Regions from separate parts of the Mus musculus genome. Here all the other regions are linked to region 2. The links are chromatin contacts, called in public Hi-C maps. All regions are on one chromosome and are shown on one strand. The core of a region is the stretch at or near the end of the contact, and the rest is flanking DNA. Distances in the headings are between cores, read along the strand shown.

What was found. Hi-C and Micro-C count contacts between places; a contact is called where the count stands out from the background.
Region 1: a Hi-C map of the N1E-115 cell line shows a contact between it and region 2, with 2.6 times the contacts expected there. The contact joins two enhancer-like sites. A contact is called at or near these places in 8 of 39 promoter capture datasets (the 3T3-L1 cell line, 3T3-L1-derived adipocytes, the C10 cell line and 5 more), 1 of 15 datasets of contacts at CTCF or cohesin (large pre-B cells) and 5 of 484 Hi-C or Micro-C datasets (the 3T3-L1 cell line, the C10 cell line, the N1E-115 cell line and 2 more).
Region 3: a contact with region 2 is called in a Hi-C map of the N1E-115 cell line, with 3 times the contacts expected there. The contact joins two enhancer-like sites. A contact is called at or near these places in 8 of 39 promoter capture datasets (the 3T3-L1 cell line, 3T3-L1-derived adipocytes, cranial neural crest and 4 more), 1 of 484 Hi-C or Micro-C datasets (the N1E-115 cell line) and 1 of 9 other capture datasets (embryonic stem cells).

Annotation. Positions count from the first base shown.
Region 1 is chr1:14,569,555-14,572,729 of GRCm38.p6, reverse strand. No RefSeq gene overlaps it. Among named protein-coding and RNA genes, the nearest start is that of Msc, 180 kb to the left of the region's middle. Within about 2 kb of position 1,824, at least 16 of the 459 cell types and tissues checked have an H3K27ac peak or open chromatin away from gene starts, as enhancers often do. A contact at or near this core is called in the N1E-115 cell line, where this site is marked.
Region 2 is chr1:14,180,272-14,183,207 of GRCm38.p6, reverse strand. It overlaps Eya1 (EYA transcriptional coactivator and phosphatase 1), which reads left to right. Exons shown (of 18, transcript NM_001310459.1): 16 at 1-51. Among named protein-coding and RNA genes, the nearest start is that of Eya1, 130 kb to the left of the region's middle. Within about 2 kb of position 1,442, at least 54 of the 459 cell types and tissues checked have an H3K27ac peak or open chromatin away from gene starts, as enhancers often do. A contact at or near this core is called in the N1E-115 cell line, where this site is marked.
Region 3 is chr1:14,625,960-14,628,779 of GRCm38.p6, reverse strand. No RefSeq gene overlaps it. Among named protein-coding and RNA genes, the nearest start is that of Msc, 130 kb to the left of the region's middle. Within about 2 kb of position 1,524, at least 7 of the 459 cell types and tissues checked have an H3K27ac peak or open chromatin away from gene starts, as enhancers often do. A contact at or near this core is called in the N1E-115 cell line, where this site is marked.

The DNA of each region.
Region 1 (3,175 bases), core at 575-3,074, 390 kb before region 2:
TTCTTCTATGTGACAACTCACATACTTACCTGATATTTTCGTTACAGAACAGGGTTGTGCTGTCTGCCCTTATCACAGTCTGTTTACATGTTCATCAGCTGAAGCACAACTATATACATTCTGGTTAGGCATGTTCTCAAAATCATATATTCATGCAAAGACGTTTGTGGGGAGTTGTATAGACCCTGAGAAATGCAGTCACTGTGTCAGATAGCTGACAATCCCCCAATCCCTCTACAATCTTATATTCCCACAAGTATTGTATGAAAGTTACAGTTTTCTTGCATCGTTTTTAGCACATGTTACTGTTTGTATATCATTGCCATGGGAACTGGAAACTCATTAAGGCTTAGGTTTAGCATGTTGTTCTATGTCTATTGGATATCATATATCTTAATGCATACATAGCTATTCAAATATTTTGTCTAATTTTTAATTGGATTGATTGCCTTCACCAATGAGTTATGAGAAGTTTCCTATATTCTGAACAGAAATCACCAGACACTTATGTCATGGATATTTTTCTACACCATCGAGACTGTAACCTACAGGGAGCAACGTTCTCAAGTCCTCAATGAGGACAAGGACATTGGTATCATTCTTCAATCTCTGCTGGTCCAGAGCACATAGTGAACAATGCCGTTTATAAAGGTCAAATTCAGGCATTCTTCAAACACAGGAGCCTCAGTCTCCAGTCATCTAGCTAGGAATTACTGTTATACCAGGGAAGTTGAGCTCAGAGAAGAGAACTTGACACAAACTGCATTTTATTTTCCAGAAGGGGGGAAAAATGTGAAAAGCAAGTCCGTAGAGTAGCTTTGGGTACCAAACATTTCCACTCTGGTTTCAGTCACCTGATTAAAAAAACAAAAACTAATGTGAAATTTATAGCTGCAATTTTAAAAAGAGCATGTTTGCAAGATTTTTAATCTCCTCAGTTTTCACTCAACAAAAACCCTTACAGGTTTACTACTGTGATTGGATTTGGAAGGGGCTTATTCAAGTTTCTATTGCGTTCAATGATAGGGTTTGGGGTATTTTTAATGTACAGTAAACTCACAGAGTGATCAGTTTGGAGTCCAGCACAATTTTAAAACCACACAACCACACACTCACGACAAAACAGGGAGAGATTTGAAATTTACAAAATCCAAATTGTGTTTAGGTTAAAACCAGAAATATTGCAAATATGTTACCATCATCAAGAGTTTGAGTTCTGTATGTGTGGGCCTGCCTTCTTTCAGTAATGATTTGAGAAGGGGGGGGGGGGACGACCAGAAGCTACAAAATAAGATCATACAGAGGCAAAAGAATCTGAAATTTAAGATTGCCATCCAGCTTCCAGGCCGCCCTTCTGGTTATTGTCCTGGGGCTCTGCCTTCTCCTCTTCTTTACCAGAGTGTATCACCTCCCTGCCCTGAAAATGAAATTAGCAAGCTCAACCCCCTTGTGGAATCTAAATATGGATGGGAGGGAGACCATGCCACGATGGATGTCTGCATAAGAGAGTTGATGTCCACTTTTTATCTTGATATATATTGATCTGGAGTTTGGTCAGTTTTTATTTGAAATGAATAGTTCTGTAGCTCTGTGCAGATGTTTATTATTTTAATAAATGATGTCTTCTAAACACTTTCCAAGTCTGGCAGTTCCTAAACTATTGGCTGACATTTTTATCTATAATATATGGTAAAAAGTAAACGTGGGCTGAGATCCTGGTGATGATTCAAAGTTGCGTCTCTTATTTTCGACAGGACTTGGATGTGAATCCCTGTATTGGCTGCCATTTGGTTTTTCTCTTGGAAGAGCACGATGTGCATTTCCCAGTCTGACCACTTGAGGGGATCAGACTTTAGAGATGGCAGCTAATTTAGGTCTTTATGTCAAAAGGTAGAACAAATATTTATTTGTTACTGAATGTCTCTTCTGACAAGTAGTCAGGAAGCGGGTCACGAAACCTGAGTTCTGAGATAAATGACTCTTTATGTCCTCCTGTCTAGGTGGAAATGGGCACGTGCTGATGAATGCAGGCCTGGGAGGTACTAGGCCAGGCCCAGCACACAATTTATGGTCAGCACTCTTGGACTTCAGAATGATTAATACCATCAATTCTCACTGGAATAAAAGCTGCTTTAGCCCAAGAGAGGACTGTATATTACTGTTTATAGAAGCAGATAACATCAAAGTAGCCCTAGGTTTGTGTTAAACAAATATAAAATTCTGGGTCAGCGAAAATTAATCCTAAAGGAGTAAGAGAAAGTTCCTAATGACTGTGAGATCCACACATTATCATTTTCATTCAAGTGGTAGAAAATGGCAAAGCTATTAAAGAGATTTGCAAATGGCCCCTTTACTGCATAGAGCTAACAGCTGCAGAGCAGCCTATTCTCCATTGGAGAGCTCTGCTATCAGGACATGTGCAGTCTGTTAATGAAGTGTACGAGTCTATGCAGTTCCAGATTATGTTCAGGGGCATCTGAACCATTTTACTATTGGGTTTCACAACAAAACACAGTAAATCACATTATATTTTATACATTCTTACACTCTACGCAGCTGTAAGCATGGATGAATTAAACACTGCCCTCCTGTCCATGCTACACAAAACAGATGTTACTTCAGCAGCACATCAGAAAGAGATTTTTCTCCTCCATTGTTGCTTTTCAGTGACTAACTACATATCCCTTGTTTTAGGAAAACTGGGCCGTTTTAAGCAAAAGAAAACTGTAGGTATCAATTATACTTTGATGTTTTTACTACAAATTTTTAAGAATACCTTGGGATATTTTTAGTACAGTTCAAAAATTATTGTTAAATTTCTCAGCAAATATGTTTCTATTTCTCTTCCTATACCATTGTTTTTTTGCTTTAATATGCTTTTACTCAAAAATTTGACTTCATTACCAAATTTGAATTTGTCATAAATTCGTCATTCTTTCCAAGTGAATTACAAAGTATCTACTCATTTCAAATAAGCTTGAGTTAATTTAACTTCATTAAAATCAAGTGTAATGTGGTAGCTCATTGGATAAAGGTGCTGGCTGGCCACCAAGCTTGATGGTTTGTTTCAGAATCCACTGCTAGAAGAAGAGACCCAACTCCCACCAGTTCTCCTTTGACCTGCACACAAATATCATGGCATGTGTGGACACATCCACACTCACACACATATACA
Region 2 (2,936 bases), core at 193-2,692:
GATTAGGAATTGTGTTTCCAATAGAAAATATTTACAGTGCAACTAAAATAGGTAAGCTCTTTATGGTTTTACCTACTGGTCATCCTTGAGGCCAGTGTGAATGGAAAGACACTGAATGAAGCTTATCTTCAGAATCCTTGTTCATCAGAAAAAGGGAAGGGTAATGGGGAATATCAAATATAACCCACACAGCTGAATGATAAAACTTTGCTGGAGAAGGTAAAGGCTGGGCATTCAACGTACAAATGATTTAACATCAGTTCTGAGCAATTGGATTTAGTCTTTTAGATAACTTTGAACACAAGTGTCTTTGTCAGGGTTTCTCTTCCTGCACAAACATCATGACCAAGAAGCAAGGTGGGGAGGGAAGGGTTTATTCAGCTTACACTTCCATACTGCTGTTCATCACCAAGGAAGTCAGGACTGGAACTCATGCAGGTCAGAAAGCAGAAGCTGATGCAGAAGCCATAGAGGGATGTTCTTACTGGCTTGCTTTCCCTGACTTGCTCAGCCTGCTCTCTTATAGAACTAAGACTACCAGCCCAGAGATGGTCCCACCCACAAGGGGCCTTTCCCCCTTGATCACTAATTGGGAAAATGCCTTACAGTTGGATCTCATGGAGGCATTTCCTCAACTGAAGCTCCTTTCTCTGTGATAACCCCAGCTGTGTCAAGTTGACACAAAACTAGCCAGTACAACAAGCATTTTGTAAGTTAAAGCAAAAGTTAATACAAACCCATACAAAGTGGAAATAAATGCTTCGGGGTAGTTTTCTCTATTTTACTGGAAGTGGGGTTTTGTTGGTTTTGGCTCAATATGTATAAAAAATTGATTTTTCGTTTTAATTCTGGAAAGATAGAAAAAAGAAGCTTCCCACCAGAGAATACACACTTGGGAGGGGCGTCTGATGTGTAGTTAGAATATAATAAACTAAGGAGAAAAAGGATGAGAAGTCCTGACTTGTTCTCAAGAGGAGGAAAGAACTACCCATGATCCATTATGACAACAATATGCAAATAAGCCTCCAGCAGGCAGGCACTGGATGTGGAAAACTGTACTAGCCAATTTGCATATTCATCTTTACATTTTACAAATGAGGAAACATAAGCACCCAGGCTTAAGTTGTTTGGGTAAATGGCTGAGAGCCAAGCCTAGGGTCACTCTAATCTGCACTCCTCTCTACAAGGAGACATCCTGCTAAGTGCCTGGCTGTGTGCAGGGCTCTAGAAGCTGTTGCTTCTGGCCAGGAGGAAACAGAGGTCAGTGTGGACCAGGTAGAGAAGAACAAATAAGAATGCTTACGGAGCAGATATGCTAATGAGGTCCCTGAGTGGCTCTCCTGAGGTGCTCATGAAATGCTGGCTGTGAGCAGCCCTGAGCACGCAGCCCTGAGCACGCAGCCCTGAGCACGCAGCCCTGAGCACACATTAGTGCCCTGGGTATTCACTGTGAGACAGAAAAAGGATGGGCATCCTCAGAGTACAAAGGAGGCTGATGCTGGCTGCTGACTCCATGGAAACACAAAAGAGCAAAAGCAGCTCCCTCAGCTCTGACTTCCAGCTTCCTGTCGCCTTCAAAGCTTTTGCTCAGTGGTCACTAAACAATTATTTGTTTATAATGTGAATTTTCTACCAGATTAAGACATTCCTGGGGCCCTTTGTTTCTTTTTCCCCACAATGACTACAGTGTGCGGCGTTCCTTATACACTTAGACAATGTGTATGTACTCAGAAAATGGGTTTGGATGAAATGGATAAACATCTGTGCATTGGAAGAGGCTGGGGAGGCCATAGAGTTTCTTATAGGCAGCTGGGTCAACACTGCCATGTTAACCAGGAAAACAAGGTTACCGTGACAGGAATGCATGGAGCCTGGGCAGCTGAGCCTACTACCATTTTTAAAAAATCTGCCGATTCCATGTCTAAGAACAACTCATGCTTCTTAAACTAAAACTTTTTTTAATGAAAAATAATAAAAACAAGCTCCTTTTTAAAATAATCTTATGTTCTGTTCTGTTTTTGTAAGCAATGTAGGGATTGAAAGACCTGTGACTATTGCTGACTGTCACCAAGTGAAATCATTGTGGGGGTCACTATCGACAGGCTGACAACTTCAGCTTTTCAATACTTAGTGCAAAAAAAAATCTATATAACCCAAAGTTTGCAATGAAACCTGTAGATGACAGTATACAAGCCAGACTTTTTATTTTTTCCACCAAAACTTCACCCTTAAATAACCACTAAGGAGTTGTGAGATTAGCTCAGGCCTAACCTGTGAAAAGCCCTGGGCCTGATCCCTAACACTATAGTAAAAAAATTAAAAACAAAACAAAGAAAAACCTGTTCACATTTATATAGCAATTTAATATTCCTTTCTATACAAGTCAGAAGTAATTCAGCTTTGCAGAACATGAAAGCATTTTCCCATTCAGAGGAAAAAGTCTGTTTCTTAAAGTGATTTAAAAATTTCACAGTTTAGTGGGCAACTAAAGCATTGAAAGGAGTCTTTGACCAAGGCTGGCCATATTACATTCTGTCAGATGCAAATGAAAGATTTTAGTGCAAAATACAAATATAAAGCAGACATTTGTTTAAGCAAACAAGCAATTTGTTCATGGATATATCTGATCCTCATTTGAAAGAGGTGCAGGCCCTGCTCAGCCATTCATGTTTGAGAACTATCAACTGTCCCTTTGTCCATTCAAATGACCTTATTGGCAACCGAGACCCAGACACCGATCTCCTCTGTGAGAAGAAACAATGCCAGCATTAGCTACAGAGATGTGCTGACAGCCAAGCCCAGAGGAAGGCCTGACATTGGAAAGATAATAGACAGATAACGGTGTTCTGTTGCCTGGATCCTGCTTTCCTCTAGGAAAGCGCTTGGTTGGGTGTAAGATGGCTGGGTGAGGTGGCCACAATCTTGTTGTACTACCC
Region 3 (2,820 bases), core at 275-2,774, 450 kb before region 2:
CCTTCAATACTTTTTGTGTAATTCATCCATGTTCTTCTGCAGGGTTTTGATTTGTTTATTTTTCAATTTTGTATAGTTTTCAGTCTGACCATTAGTCAGTGGACATTTTTATTGTTTCTATGTATATTGCTGCTGTGAGCATTCTCCTATCTAGCTCTAGATGCATTGGTACACATACTGCTGTGGTATAAATTCCATGCATGTCTAAGCAGGGTCAGAGAATAAAAAAATTAATCTTTCATATGAAAAAGCTGCTGATGAATTGCAACAGAATTACTTTGGGTCTCATCGACGAATCTATAATAGGAGGTTGAGATGCAGAAGGCTGTGTAACATTTTCCAAGAATACCCAATCCCCAGGTTCAAACCCCAGAACCACACACACACACACAATATATATATATATATATATATATATATATATATATATATATATATATATATATATATATATATATTTGATGAAGTGCTCAGCTCTGAATGGGATGTCTATATCTCTCTCTTTCCCCAGAGCTCAGGGACAGGAGTGCATGGAAAGAGTGTAAAGCCAGAGCCAAAAGTAAGGGACATCTGCAGGAAAACTGTTTGTGAGACACAGTAACACCATTGTACAAGGGAATGGACAGTGGCTGTGAGGGCGTAAATAAGATCCGCACAAGAACAAGCCAGCCACAACCCTGGCACAGATTGGGGATGGACTCACAAAGGCGCACCCCATCTGCACAGCTATTAGCAATTGAGGGTTACTGATGATCTGAAAGTCAGTTCTCTTCAGGAATGCTTCATGTGAAAGGCTCCAGTAGATGTTCCTCCATCCACACACATACAGGCATCAATAGGTGTACCTGATGGGAAAAACAAAAACAAAGAAACAAAACAAAGGAAAAAACAGAAGACAGCACGGGAAGCTGGGAAAAAAGGTGGTAGGGGCTTGAGAAGGAGGTGCAGGGGAGGAAGTGGAGGTGGATTAGATCAGAACAGATATGCTTGTATGAAATTCTCTAACAATAAAAAGAAAAATCTATAGTGTATCTCTGTGTGGTTGTCTTCTCTTCCTTTCTGTTCATAATTTTGTACTTTGCTTGTATCAGAAAAACAGTTAGAATTCATCAAATCAATTTTCCAATGGGGAAAAAAAAAATCAGAAACAGAGTCCACAAAGGCTTTCCACTTTTAAATAAAATAATAACTCAGTTTTCTCTGAAAAGAATTAGTACTCCAAAGAAGTGTGCAAAAAGTGCTGTTTTAATTACAGGAGATGGGGAATGAGCTACTGCCTGCTTGTTGCTGTGGGCAGGAAACTCTCTCAAGCGCTCCTTGACACCACCGGTCAGAGAAAAGCACTAAAACATCTTTGAACTTGAATTTCAAGTGCCTTGAAATACTATAATCTTAATTAGCTATGACACATAAATTACTTCATTTTACGCCCACGACTGTTGGCATTCAGAGTTCCAAGTCAGAGTTTCTGAATTCTCAGATTAACATGTGTGCCAGGAAGGGCCATTATTGTCCTGGGGAGGAAATCTCTTTCGCCTCCCGGGAAAAGGCACAGAACAGAAAGACAGAAAATGATGCTTTGTACTTGGTAGATCCTATGGAATCTATCAGGAAAATTGCCAAGCTATTGTCTTACATGGTAACAAATAATTAGTCAATTTCAAGAAATAATACTAAGGCTTCTTAACTGGAATGCCTACAGCTCTCTTGGGAGATTTGCAAGCTATCCATGGATGTATTTTAATTCTGTTTTTACTTATTCTGATGACTATCTTAAAAGCTAACATAGTTGGGCTTATGTGGAGGGCCAAGGCACTGAGTATTCGTCCCAGGGTGCATGCGCACATCTGCCTTCTGGAACACAGCAGCAGCACCTGCTACATTATAGCTGAACTGGCTGAGGGAAGCTTGAGGACAATGGCCTGCGTTGATGACATGCAGATTCAAAGTTAATTCAGATCGATTCTGAATAATGAAAGGCTTGAAGTATCACATAACACTCAGTAATTAAGGCATGCTGAAGTCAAAAGATGTCAAAAGAATATGCACTACAGTCCCCAGTTCCATTTTCAACAAAATGACAGTAATTAATATTATCAATTTGAATTTTACTGGCTTTGTATTTAATTTATAAATACATTTTCTGTTTGTGTAAATGCCATAGAGATACTTACTTTTATTTTGCCCTTATTTGTTTTTCTACTTGGAGAGTATGAAGATCAGCATGGATTAAAAACGTTCAAAATAGAAAGAAAATATCAGAAATGCGAAAGGGCCTAAGAAAAAAATGTTATACTCAAACACATATAATTACTCATCATATCAAGTCAAAGAAGACAAATTTTCATATGGCATGTATTCATTGCCCATACCAAACCCTATTTAATACAAAAATTAAAGTAGCAACATGAAATATATTGTGCAGTTCATTAGAACTATAATCTTTCTTTTTAATGTGCACGTGTGCACATGTGATGTATACACATGTGGGCATGTGCACATACATACAGAGTTTGGCCATCCAAGCTGATGTTTTCATCTACAGCTCTCTTCTTGATTTAAAATAGAAGTGCTTATTTTATTTGTGTGCAGTTTGCATGTGGGGGTGGGAGGGCAACATATTACACTGCATTTATAGATGTCAGAGGGCAACTTTTGGGAGTCAGTCAGTTCTCTTCTTTCAATATTTGTGCCCTCAGGCTTGGAGGCAAACACCTTTACCCACTGGGCCATCTCCCCAGCCTCAGAGCTTTTCTTCTTTAAAATATATTTTAGAATGCGTCCAGTGGTACGTCTCAGGAATCTCAGAATTTGAGAGGA